Regions from separate parts of the Sus scrofa genome. Here region 1 is linked to region 2. The links are chromatin contacts, called in public targeted proximity ligation maps. All regions are on one chromosome and are shown on one strand. The core of a region is the stretch at or near the end of the contact, and the rest is flanking DNA. Distances in the headings are between cores, read along the strand shown.

What was found.
Region 1: a targeted proximity ligation map of alveolar macrophages shows a contact between it and region 2. A contact is called at or near these places in 3 of 47 Hi-C or Micro-C datasets (adipocytes, psoas muscle and retroperitoneal adipose tissue) and 1 of 2 datasets of targeted methods (alveolar macrophages).

What each region holds. Positions count from the first base shown.
Region 1 is chr4:98,981,455-98,987,640 of Sscrofa11.1, forward strand. VPS45 (vacuolar protein sorting 45 homolog) reads right to left here. Exons shown (of 15, transcript NM_001244994.1): 11 at 1,944-2,102; 12 at 1,638-1,745; 13 at 426-547. Among named protein-coding and RNA genes, the nearest start is that of VPS45, 26 kb to the right of the region's middle.
Region 2 is chr4:98,908,320-98,915,405 of Sscrofa11.1, forward strand. No RefSeq gene overlaps it. Among named protein-coding and RNA genes, the nearest start is that of PLEKHO1, 23 kb to the right of the region's middle.

The DNA.
Region 1 (6,186 bases), core at 3,062-5,561, 75 kb after region 2:
GCCACATTTCGCAAAGTCCAGTCCTCACCAAAAATAGTAACAACCTGCTCTGGATGGCAATCAAGCAGCAAATCTATTTTTGGCCTTAATGTTTGAAAGTCCAAATGCTAGATTCCATGGAACTGAACCTTAAATGGCATAAGGAAACTGGTCTGATATTAAAGGACAGAACACAAGTTGGGGGGGGGGGTAGGGGAGCTTCAAAACAACGGTTTCTTTATTCCAAAAGAAATGATGCTTCAAGGTTAACAGGTAAATTTAAATCTAACTCTGACACATGAAACACCGAAAGAATCTTAGAACTGAAACAACCGTGGAAGGACAAATAGAATGATATAACCTTAGTTGTAGTCCCTTATATTACCCTAAGTTTCCCATTTTCTTAGTTTTTCTGGTTTTTATTATTAATATCTTTGTTATCTTACCTGTCTCTGAGTGTGCTGGGGCCTAGATAAGGATATAGGTTTTCCTTAAGCTTTCCTTTGATGAGATGGTCCAAGGTCTCATGTAAGAAAGGTTGATGCTGAGTATATACATTTTCTACTCCCTAAGACAGAGGGAAATGGTTCTTATGTCATTTTTTGGAAACTTGACATGTAATAGTTAATGATACTCATATCAGAAAAGGACATGCACTCAACAGAGACTTCATGGGATAGAGTCAAGCAGGAATTTTAGGAGAATTTTAGAATTAATTATTTTCATCAATTAGAAATGCACCAATCTCATTAAAATACTCTGTATTTTAAGGCTAGCTGTTATAAAAGAATTTTAAAAATGGAATTGCTCGGAGTTCCCGTCGTGGCGCAGTGGTTAACGAATCTGACTAGGAACCATGAGGTTGCAGGTTCGGTCCCTGCTCTTGCTCAGTGGGTTAAAGGATCCGGCGTTGCCGTGAGCTGTGGTGTAGGTTGCAGACACAGCTTGGATCCCGTGTTGCTGTGGCTCTGGCGTAGGCCAGTGGCTACAGCTCCGATTCGACCCCTAGCCTGGGAACCTCCATATGCCATGGGAGCGGCCCAAGAAATAGCAAAAAGACAAAAAAAAAAAAAAAAAAAGGAATTGCTTAAATCCTTTATCATATCTTCACTGGCTCTCATCCTTTTGTGAAAATACTGTATGATAGGTAGAGCAAATAAAAGGAAGGAGCACACAGAAAAGGAGACTAAAAACACTCAGGAAAATGGAAAATTTTTAGGAAATGTAAGAAAGGCTAGCAGATTAAAACTAATTTTTGACCATTTTAAGACAACAGGTGAGTGTTTTAAAAAGATCTACAATTGTTTGCTTCATCTTTAATTTCCTTCAAAGAAAAACCACCTTACAAATTTTAAATTGTAAACAAATGGAGTAAAATAGCTACAACTAACAGAACTGTCTGCCATTTTACTCTTGATTATTTTCTGGAAATATCTCGTAATTCCCTTCTCAGATATGTGGGCTGATGCTGATGCTGCTCTAATACAGGAAGTATTTAAAGAAAAAACTTTCCAGAGGATGTCCGCTTTAATTTCATTTAATTGACATAGTACTAAACCAGCAGCGATCCTGAAGTTACTCTGAAGATCATATTCATTCACTCTCAGCCTTAGGGGCTTCGACTGTCTTTCCTTTAGGAAAGCATAGAGATGTCATACCTTCAATCCTTTGAGGAACTGTTTGGTAATAGCCACAGCATCTTTGGGGCTGAAGAGGTCGCTTCCTCTGACCCGTTTACCACCATATTCAACAACTGCAGACACAAGCTTTAAAAAAGAGAGAGAAACAAACTCTTAGTGCTTGGATGACAGGAAGAAAATAACTTTATTAAATAAATGAAGACATGAGAATACAGAATTATATATTTCTGTGAATAAAGATAGTATGACATCATTTGTCAGAGCTAAGTATGTAAGAACAGTGTTGGTTCCCATTTGATGGGATTAATATACATATCTGGTTACCTTTCGATACTTCTCAGAAACACCTTTATTCCTGAGGTCCATCATTAATCCTGGTAGGCTATTGCTGCTGTGTCGCTCATAATGTAGAGCATAAAGCATTACCAGGCGGGCAGCATCAAACTCTGTCACTTTGGGGTTCTGCAGGAGCCTCTTTACATTCTGAAGAAAAACAGAACTGATATTTATCCTCTCTTCACGTGGTTGATGTGTAATATCTTGGCTATAACCATTACTGAATGGCAGTGATACACCTAAGATACATATGACTAAGATTACTACTATGGCAATGTACAGGTCATAGGTTTAGCAACTGTTTCAATAACAAAAATTAAATGCCTCTTGCTTAAGATAAGAAGGGACCTAATCAAACTGACAAGCTTTTGCACAGCAAAGGAAACCAAAAAGAAAACAAAGACAACTTACAGAATGGGAGAAAATAGTTTCAAATGATGCCACTGACAAGGGCTTAATCTCTAAAATATACAAACAACTTATACAACTCAACAGCAAAAAAGCTAACAACCCAGTGGAAAAATGGGCAAAGGACCTGAATAGACATTTCTCCAAAGAAGATATACAGATGGCCAACAAGCAGTTGAAACAATGCTCAACATCACTGATTATTAGAGAAATGCAAATCAAAATTACCATGAGATACCACCTCACAACAGTCAGAATGGCCATCATTAATAAGTCCACAAATAACAAATGCTGGAAGGGGTGTGGAGAAAAGGGAACCCTCCTGCACTGGTGGTGGGAATGTAAGTTGGTACAACCACTATGGAGAACAGTATGGAGGTATCTTAGAAATCTATACATAGAACTACCATAAGACCCAGCAATCCCACTCTTGGGCATCTATCCGGACAAAACTCTACTTAAAAAAGACACATGCACCCTCATGTTCATTGCAGCACTATTCACAATAGCCAAGATATGGAATCAACCCAAATGTCCACTGATAGATGATTGGATTAGGAAGATGTGGTATACATACACAATGGAATACTACTCAGCCATAAAAAAGAATGAACTAATGCCATTTGCAGCAACATGGATGGAACTAGAGACTCTCATCCTGAGTGAAGTAAGTCAGAAACAGAAAGACTAATACCATACAATATCACTTATATCTGGAATCTAATATATGGCACAAAGGAAACTTTCCACAGAAAAGAAAATCATGAACGTGGAGAATAGACTTGTGGTTGCCAAGGGGGGAGGAGAGGGAATGGGAGGGACTGGGAGCTTGGGGTAAATAGATGCAGAATGTTGCCTTCAGGATGGATTAGCAATAGGATCCTGCTGTGTAGCACTGGGAACTCTGTCTAGTCACTTGTGATGGAACACTTAATGGGAGAAAAAAGAATGTATACATGCATGTGTAACTGGGTCACCATGCTGTAGAGTAGAAAAAATATACATAAATAAATGATAAAAAAAGAAAATAAATTCTCACTGTAATTGCTTTAGGACAAAAATGAATTTAACCATGGATATTTACTCTTTTCTTTCCTTTGATTGAGATGGTCCAGGGTCTCATGGAGGAAAGGCTGCAATTTCCTTGCTGAAATAAGGAACACATACTATTTCCACCACTTCAATCAATATAGGACACAAGAGAACTACCAGCTGACTTGTAAAACTACTGCCTTCTTTCAGTGTTAGTGATTGACCAGTGAAATGGAGGCAAGTTGGTAAAATTTGACATAGGAAGATTGGGCTTAATCTCTAAGAAGCATCTATGTAACAACGTTTCCACATGGCTTACAGAGATATGAATAATATAATCTCTAAATTGAATATTTATGATTTTAGGAGGGCAGGTACTGATGGCAAAGCTAGACAACATCATGTTTAGGTTTTGTCAATCCTCACATTAAGGGACTTCCCTATAGCATAGATATATATTTATTATGCAGCAGAACAAATTAATTAGAGCTAGCAAATACTTTTTGATCACTCTCTAAGCAGAGGGCACTATGCCAGGCACTGGGGAAGTTAGAGAGATGATTTAGAGAGTTCCTGTCCCCAGTGCCTTCATAGCCATTGGGGCAAAGAAGGATAAAACAAGTACGCCCTTTCTGCTATAAAGTATGTTTCCTTAACACATTTTAGCTCTATGAGATTTGTAAATATGGGAACAATATAGAAGGCATATTGGTTGATATGTAATTTTTCTAGCAAGTTAATATTTAGAAGAGATTGGGGGCAAATTTCCTCTTTAAAGAGGAAATTTTACCAACATGTTAAGAAAAAAAGATGAAAATCCTACAGAAATGTTTCCTGTAAGAAGTAGCTGGTTTTGTAGCTTTAAGAATTACTGTCTGTGGGAGTTCCCATTGTGGCGCAATGGAAACAAATCTGACTAGGAACCATGAGGCTGCAGGTTTGATCCCTGGCCTCACTCAGTGGGTTAAGTGTCTGGATCTGGCGTTGCTGTGAGCTGTGGTGTAGTTTGCAGACTCGGCTCAGTTCCTGAGTTGCTGTGGCTGTAGCTCTGATTCGACTCTGAGCCTGGGCACCTCCACGTGCCGCGGGGTGCAGCCCTAAAAAGCAAAAAAAAAAAAAGTCCTAGGAGTTCCCTGGTGGCATAGCAGGTTAAACCCTGGCCTGGGAACTTCCACATGCCTCAGGTGTGGCAAAAAAAAAAAAAAAAAAAAAAAGAGAGAGAGAGAGAGAGAGAGAGAGAGAGAAGGAATGTACTATCAAATAATAATATTAAAAAGAGTCAACCCTCCTACACTATTGGTGGGAATGTAAATTGGTACAACTACTATGGAAAACAGGATGGAGTTTCTTCAAAAAAAAACCCAGCAATCCCATTCCTGGGCATATATCTGGAGAAAACCAAAGGCTGAAAAGAGACATGAACCTCAGTGTTCACTGCAGAATGATTTACAATAACCAAGACATGGAAGCAGCCTAAAATATTAATGGATAAAGAAGATGTGGTACAAAAAAAAAAAAAAAAAAAAAGATGTGGTACAAATATACAATGGAATATAACTCAACCATAAAAAAGCATGAAATAATGCCATTTTCAGCAACATGAATGGACCTAGAGATTATCATATTAAATGAAGTCAGACAGAGAAAGAAAAATATTACATGATGTCACTTATATGTGGAAACTAAAAAAAATGATACAAATGAACTTACTTACAAAACAGAAAAAGGCTTACAGACTTCAAAAACAAACTTAAGGTTACCAAAGAGGAAAGGTGGGAGAAAGGGATGGATTGGGGGTCTGGGACTGGCACATATGCACACTATTGTATCAGAATGGATGGATGGTCAACAGGGACCTGATGTATAGTGCAGAGAATTTTACTCAATATTCTATGATAACCTGTATGGGGAAAGAACCTGAAAAAGAACAGATATATGTATACATATAACTGAATCACATTGTGCACATCAGAAATTATCACAACATTGTAAATGAACTATACTTCAATAAAACTTTAAAAAATGAAAAAATAATGATAGTTAAATATTAACAAGTACCATTTACCATATTAAGTGCTTTACATGTATAAGCTCATTGCACCGTCACAAATATCTTTGTGGCAAGTACTGATATTTCCCCCCATTTTTTCAGACAAAAGACTAAGTAAGACTTGGAGTAGTTAAGAATCCTTTTCAAAGCCAAGCCAGCCAAGATTCAAGCTCTTAGCCACTGTCTTATACTGCTTCAAACAGACCTCTTTATCTTCATTTTTCTAACAAGTATTTATTGTCCTTACTATGTGTTATTAGTGGGATGATTTGAGATCTTTTACCCAAGGTCAGGAAAGAGAGATATAAAATAGACTATATCTTCCTTTCAAATGAAGAGCTATGATATGACAATAAAAGGGGGAGAAACTGTTTACTTTCTAAAGATTTTTCTCTTTATGGCACAGGAAAAATATCTTACTAATCAAAAGAGTTTTTTTCCAGCGCTATGCACATATTTCAATGACAGTTTCACTACAGTTTGGGTTTAGTGAAATCCTTCTAAGTCAAATTTTTGTTAGCCTGTAGAATAACTGGTTGGAAGTGGCAGCAATTTATTGGTTTCTTTTTAGCAATATGTGAGCTTTTTTTCTCTCACCATGATACAGTTAATATTCAGTAAAGGAAACCTCATCTTTACTCAAAAACCAATTCATTGCTTCATGACGTATTATCATCTAAGGTCAAGCCAAGGAATGCTATAACCCATCTAGGGGTCAGGCCCCTGGCATCTACTCATTAT
Region 2 (7,086 bases), core at 907-3,406:
CCTGTTGTCACAGTTGTTTCTCTGGGCCTCCTAGCCATAGTGAGAAACATAAAGTATTTGTGAAAGAGAAAATAGGTTTGATGGCTTGAATAGAAAGTTGTGTTAGGGAGGAATGCGAATCGGGCCATTTTGTAAAGCCACCTCTCACTAGTTCCTAGTTCCCTCTTTTTATTTAAGCACACTTTGTTCTCCTCCTCTTGATGTTGGAAGAGTTAGTTTCAGACGCAGCCATTTCCCAGTTGCATGATCTTGGGAAAGTCTCAGCCTCTCCAAGCTTCAGTTCTCCCATCAGTAAAGTGGGCATAATAACTCCTGGTTGGCGCGGTGTTGGGAAGATTTAATAAGCCAGCGGGTGTGAAAGGGCCAATGCTTCATTTTATTTTTTTTTGCAAGGCCTTGCCAGGATGGAGTTTGCAAAGCAATATGTAATCCAACCCAAGACAGTGAAGCACATTCCATTCTTTCCTGGGATGTGCCTGCCAGTGTAAGCATCCCATACCCTCAGGCTCTGTGCTTAATTGAAATTATTCCAGAAGGTTCATCACCTTTAGGAAAATACTTCTAGATTTCTTTACATTTGTATAGCACTTTATGGCTGGCAAAGAGACCTTAGCAACAATGATTTAATTTGAAATTCCCAGCAAACCATCTGGGGTAAGTGGGGCATGTTTTATTCCCATGTAACAGATGGTGTAACTGAGGCTTAGAGAGATTGATATAAAGAAACTGAGAGAAGACACATAGATAATAAATAGAGAGCAGGAAGAGGGCCCTCTGGACTACTACAGGACTGATGAGGTGAGAGGTAGCTTCCCTACTCTCCATCTATCTAGGGCTTGGAATTCTTGAGTCTGTTTCCCCAATCATATTTTACATCCCAGTAAAACACATGTCACTTTAAAAAATAATTTCTCATTGAAAAAAAAAAGTAGTATTAGTAAGATATTTTACAGTTTGCAAAATACTCCCCCCCCCTTTTCAGGGCCATACCTTCGGCATATGGAAGTTCTCAGGCTAGCAGTTGAATCGGAGTTACTATTGCTGGCCTACGCCACAGCACAGCAGCGTCAGATCTGAGCTGTGTCTGAGACCTACATCACAGCTCTCGGCAATGCCGGATCCTTAAACCAATGAGCAAGGCCAGGGATCGAACCCGCATCCTCATGGATGCTAGTTGGGTTCATAACCCTCTAAGCCACAGTGGGAACTCCTACAGTTCGCAAAATTCTTTAAAATCCACGGACTCATTTGATTTTGACAATAACGCTATGAGGTGAGTACAGCAAATTTTTAAGTAATTCCATTTTGCAGATGAGGAAATAGACTTAGGAATTGAGACCTGCCCTAGGTCAAACTAGAAATAAGAAGCAGAGCCAGAACGGGAACTTGGCTTTCCGGTCAGCAACTTCAATGCCTTTTTATACTTTCATTATTGTTATTACTTTTATTGGGCTGTGTAATTTTCTTTTTTAAAAATTCAAACTAGATAACCTTGTGTAGACTTTCATTAAAAAACATTTATTGAGTACCTTTGTAAACTGCTCCCTATCTAGTTGAGGGAAAGTTAAATAAACAAATGGTTACAATCAAAGACAAAATATAATTTGCAGTTTGGAGACAATAAGTGGTTTTTAATGACAGCATGATGACAATTTTCCTCAAAAGTTAATGGTCACAATTGAGTTTTGTGAAGAGTGGGAGAGAGAAGCCACACATACCCATGTGTGTAAGTGCCCCCCACCCCCCGACATTAGTAAAAACCATCTGAATTTTACATTCCAATAAGTAATTGGCATTTTCTTGGCATGTTAATCTGTAGGAAATTACAGGCTGCAGTGTAGTAGTATATCATCAAAGAATGTCAACTAGATTACAGTATTATGTTACTTTGATGTCATTGCCCAGCATTATTTTGGGCTTTTTCTTATTAACAGATACATTAGCTAGATCTTATTTCAACAACATCATGTAAAAAAAAGAGAGGGAGAGAATTTGTAATAATTTCCTTTGTAAACAGCATATTTCTTGTTTGATAATAAAGACTTTGCTTACTTCTTGTCCTCTTGCTTCCTCGGGGCCATAATTGGTTGTTAGTCTGCTTGTCCCTCTTGGTTTTCCAGGGCAACATGTGACCTGAAGCAGACTCTAAAAGAGGAAGCATAAGTCAGACTTAGAGATTCAAGATGAAACAGAACAGTGTGTTTAGAGCACTAGACTTAGAATTCTTTTTTTTAAAAAGGAAGTCTAAGACTCCCCTACATATTGAAGAATTAACTTTATCCAAAGAGAGGTCTGGTCTTTGCTTTTAGCTACTGGGAGGCAATCCCTGGACCCCCTAAAATGTCCTACCTGATAGGAGAGTTTTTGTCGGCCTAGGGCGTTTGGGCACTGGCTAGTCTGGCAATTTTGTGGTGGGAGCTTTGGGACATGCCGTGTCAGATGTGACCTCCAGAGGGCCTGTGTGCCATGTGGGCAGTGTGTGACTGAGCCTCAGTATAAACTCTGGACGCCAGAGACCCAGGTAAGCATCTCTGCTTGGCAACACTCTTGAGTGCTGGCATACATTGTAGCCAGGAGGAGGTAATGCCATCCAGGACGCCACAGGAGATGACCAGAAGCTTCATGTTTGGGCCTCTCCCATATTTCACCCCATCTGTCTCTTCTTTTGGTTGGTTCTGATTTATATCCTTTTGTGGTAATAAAACTTTAATTGTAAGTATAGTGTTCTCCTGAGTTCTGTAAGTATTTCTAGCAAAGTCTCAAACTTGAGGGAGTAGTAGGATTCCTGAACTTGTGACTGGTTTCTCAAGTGAGGGCAGCTTTGTGGAGGACTAGGCCTATAACCTGTGAAGTTTGGCCTAACGCTGGCCTAACATTGGAAGTTGGTGTCAGACATCACTGCATTTCCCAAAACCTGATTTTAGATTTAGATTTTGGCACTTTCTAGCTCAGGTTAGTTCTCTCAGCTTCAGCTTTTTTGTTTTTAATCCTTAATTGAGGGGTCATCTCTGCCCTATTTTCCTCACAGGGTTAATTCTTTAAGATCAAAATAAATAAATAATGCGTACAAAAGATATTAACAGCAAATAAGAATGTGCTATTTAAAAACTATCGTAGGCCATCAAACTATATTAATATTATTTCAGTGGAACTAAATGGTGAGGATGAATACGGCAGAGGTGTGGGTGGGTTCAGCACCATTTTATTCATTTATTACACAAACAATTTTTGTGTTTATGTTGTGTGCAGAGCTCTGGGCAGATAACAGTGAAGAAATCAAGGCTATGCCCTTGTGGGGCTAATATTATACTCAGGGAGAGAGATAATAACATGAAGTAAATAATGAGACTGCATGAACTGTTGTGGGAGAAGCGAATGGAGGGACAAGATAGGGAGCAGTTCCATCAGAAGGGCTGCTTCTTGAGGCAGAGTGGCCAATAAAGAGCTCTCAGAGGAGCTGACATTTGAAAAAAGATTGTAAGGAAGAGAACTAGAATGTTTTTCAGGCAGGAGGACTAGGAAGGGCAAAGGTGGTCTTTTTTTTTTTTTTGGTGTGTGTGTGTGTTTTTAGGGCCTCACCCTCAGCACATGGAGGTTCCCAGGCTAGGGGTCTAATTGGAGCTGTAGCCGCCAGCCTACACCACAGCCACAGCAACACAGGATGCGAGCCACTTCTGCGACCTACACCACAGCTTATGGCAACGCCGGATCCTTAACCCACTGATCGAGGCCAGGGATCGAACCCATGTCCTCATGGATGCTAGTTGATTCATTAACCACTGAGCCACGACGGGAACTCCAGGGCAAATGTCTTGAGATGGGAAAGAGGTTAGTGTGTTTGAAGAATAGAAAGGAGGTCTATGTGGCTGCACTGAGACGGTGTAATGTGGGGGTCGGGCCTGGGTCAGATAATAAAGGAGAAGAGGTGGGATTTTTATGTTGAGAGTGATGTGAAGCTTGGGTGGTTTACGTAGGCAAGTGACATGAATTGCTTTAAAAATCCACTACTGGGGGTGGGAGAGGAGAAGCTGGGGTAGCTCACCAGGGTTCCAGTGAGTTCTTTTCATAAAGGGACATCAAGAAGGGAGGTTCGTGGGATAACCACAGGCTGTTGCTGCGGTTGGTCTTGGGGCTACAACCCGTAACTTGTCGTCTCCTTGCTCGGTTATCTACTCTAAATTCCGCTCTTCCTCTCTGCGGGCGATGAGTCCACTATCATCTCTGCTGGTCCTGTTGGCTCACCTGGTTGTATAACTCACTCTCTTTTTCTTGAGGAGGTCTGAGCCCTGATACCCTCCCCCTTCACTGGCTGGGCTGGGCTGGGCTGGGCTTGCCATTCATGTCACATTTAGGCCACAGAGTGCCAAGAAGTGCCCAGTGGATACCCGAGTTCCATGCATAGTCTTGCCCAGCATCATAGCAGTTCCACTTCCTTTTGCTGATCAGACTCAATATCCCTGCCTCAGGCCCCGTCAAAGCTGCAGCCTTGGGGAGCAACGTGCATGATGTAACTTACATTTTATTTTTATTTTTAAATTTGTGGCCTTTTAGGGCTGCAGTTGTGACATACGGAGGTTCCCAAGCTAGGGGTCTAATTGGAGCTACAGCTGCTGGCCTACACCACAGCCATAGCAACTTAGGATCTGAGCTGAGTCTGTGACCTACACCTGGTCCTTAACCCACTGATTGAGGCCAGGGATGGAACCCAAACTCTCATGGTTGATAATCAGATTTGTTTCCTCTGCACCACAACGGGAACTCCCTAACTTACATTTTAAAAAAATGTCATTCTGGCTGCTGTGTGGAACCTGGATGGAAAGGGAGTCAGAGTGGAAGCAGAGAGGATAGTAGGAGTTCCTTTTTGTCCAGGTGAGAGATGGTGGTTTGGGCCAAGGAGGTGGTCATGGAAATACTTCTACTTGTTAGACTACAAACTCCAGGAAGGCTTGGAGCTGTTTCTTTTGTGTCCTTATGTGTTCCAAGCTTCTAAAATTGCTTGGAGTACATAGTAGGTACTCCAAAAATATAGCTGGATCAATGAGAGAATAATTCCTTTCTAAAGTTAGACAAGAGTCAAGTTTAGGATAAATAAAAGAGTAAGCTCTTCTAAAAAAAAAAAAAAAAAAAAAAGCTGACACTTTGTTATGTGCCCCAATATATGGGCTGGAGCAATATTCTTCAAGATTGACATATTGTTACCAGAACAAAGAGGCCTACCAGGGATTGTTTCCTTTTTTGTGGATGTAAGATGCAGCAGTTTATCTTTTGTCTAAACAGATGTCCTAGCACACTACTGCCACTGGACCTCAAATGACTTTACCGAAAGGAGAGGTCCCTGAATCTTCATAGAGTTTATATCCCACCCTCTTGATCACTTGTCTTACCAAGAGTTCCAGGTCGTAGCCACCTTTTACTCATTTACTCCAATCAACATAATGTCACTGATGCAGTGGATCAGTGTGATGTTCTGCGGGATGTCCCAATGGTCTAGCTCTTTTCTGGATATACCATGACATAGACAGGGAGAGTTACCACAGCCTGGGGGAAAAACTAAATGAATGGCGTTCGGTTCACCTGAATGCTATTTCTGATCTTCTTTCCTGATTGGGGTAAAGAGGAATGTATTTGCTATATCAGTGGCCACTTGAAGCCATATTTGTATGCTCTAGCAATGAGACCACATCTAGCATGGTGGCTGCAATTAGGACTTGAGCTGAACTGGCAGTAGTCTGCATCATTCTTTAAGATCTGTATGTTTTCTGCAAGGGCCAGAGTGGTGAATTAAACAGAGATACAGTAGGGACCTCTACCTCTGCATCCTTGAGGTCCTTAAGCGTGGTGCTGATCTCTGTCTTCCCTCCAAAACAAAAATATTGTGTTTTGTTTACTGTCTTGTCTGGGGAATGGAGGGGTGGGAGAGGAGTACAGTTTCAGAGGCTTCCATTCACCCTTCTCCACTGTGAAAGCTCTTATCACATAAATCAATGACCCAATGTGGGGGCTTCTCCAACTGCCAAATATATCAATCCCAGTTACACATTCAGGGACTGGAGAAATGACCACCAGCTTGGGCCATGGACCTAGTGAACCCACTTTAAGATGCCTTGAGCCAGGATACCATTTGGACCTGGCCCGTGTCCCATCACTCCCGTGGGGGTCCACAGTGACATTTCAGGTCTCTGAATACCAACGCTGTGTCCTGCCATATATCTGCCTCCCCCCAACCTCCCAAGTGAATGTCTGTAAGTCCCTATGGGAGAAGGACTGGTGGAATTACAGTGTATACTTGCGGTGACATTGAAAGCTGCTTTCTCCTGGGGACTCAGTTTTCATACAAGAGATTTCAGCTCTGAAAACACTTTCAAGTCTAGGAGCTGGGCAGGGGATCATGACATTAAAAAAGTGTTTAGGAATTCCGTCGTAGTGCAGAGGAAATGAATCCAACTAGGAACCATGAGGTTGCAGGTTCAGTCTGTGGCCTCGCTCAGTGGGTTGAGGATCTGGCATTGCTGTGAGCTGTGGTGTAGTTCGCAGACACGGCTCAGATCCAGTGTTGCTGTGGCTGTGGTGTAGGCTGGCAGCTGTAGCTCTGATTCGACCCCTAGCCTGGGAACCTCCATAGGCACTAAAAAGCAAAAAAATTAAAAAAAAAGTGTTTAAAAACTATTTTTATTTTTAGCTGCGGTAGAAAACGTAAAATCATCGTAAAAATTTTAAACAGTACAGTTTAGTAGCATTAAGCACATTCACAGTGTTGTGCAACCCAGAAATTTTACATTTTGCAATATTGAAACTGTGTATGTATTAAACGACAACCCATTTCCCCCTCCCTTGAGTCCCTGGTAACTGCTCTTCTACTTTCTGTTTCTATGACTTTGACTACTTTAGATACTTCATATAAGTGGGAGCATATAGCATTTGTCTTTCTGTGACTAGCTTTCTTAGCATACTGTCCTCAAGGTTCATCCATGTTGTGGTATTTGACAGGATTTGCTTCCTTTTTGAAGGCTGATTAATATTTCATTGTATAAATATACCATATTTTACTTATCCATTCATCCATTCGTGGACATTTGAGTTACTTTC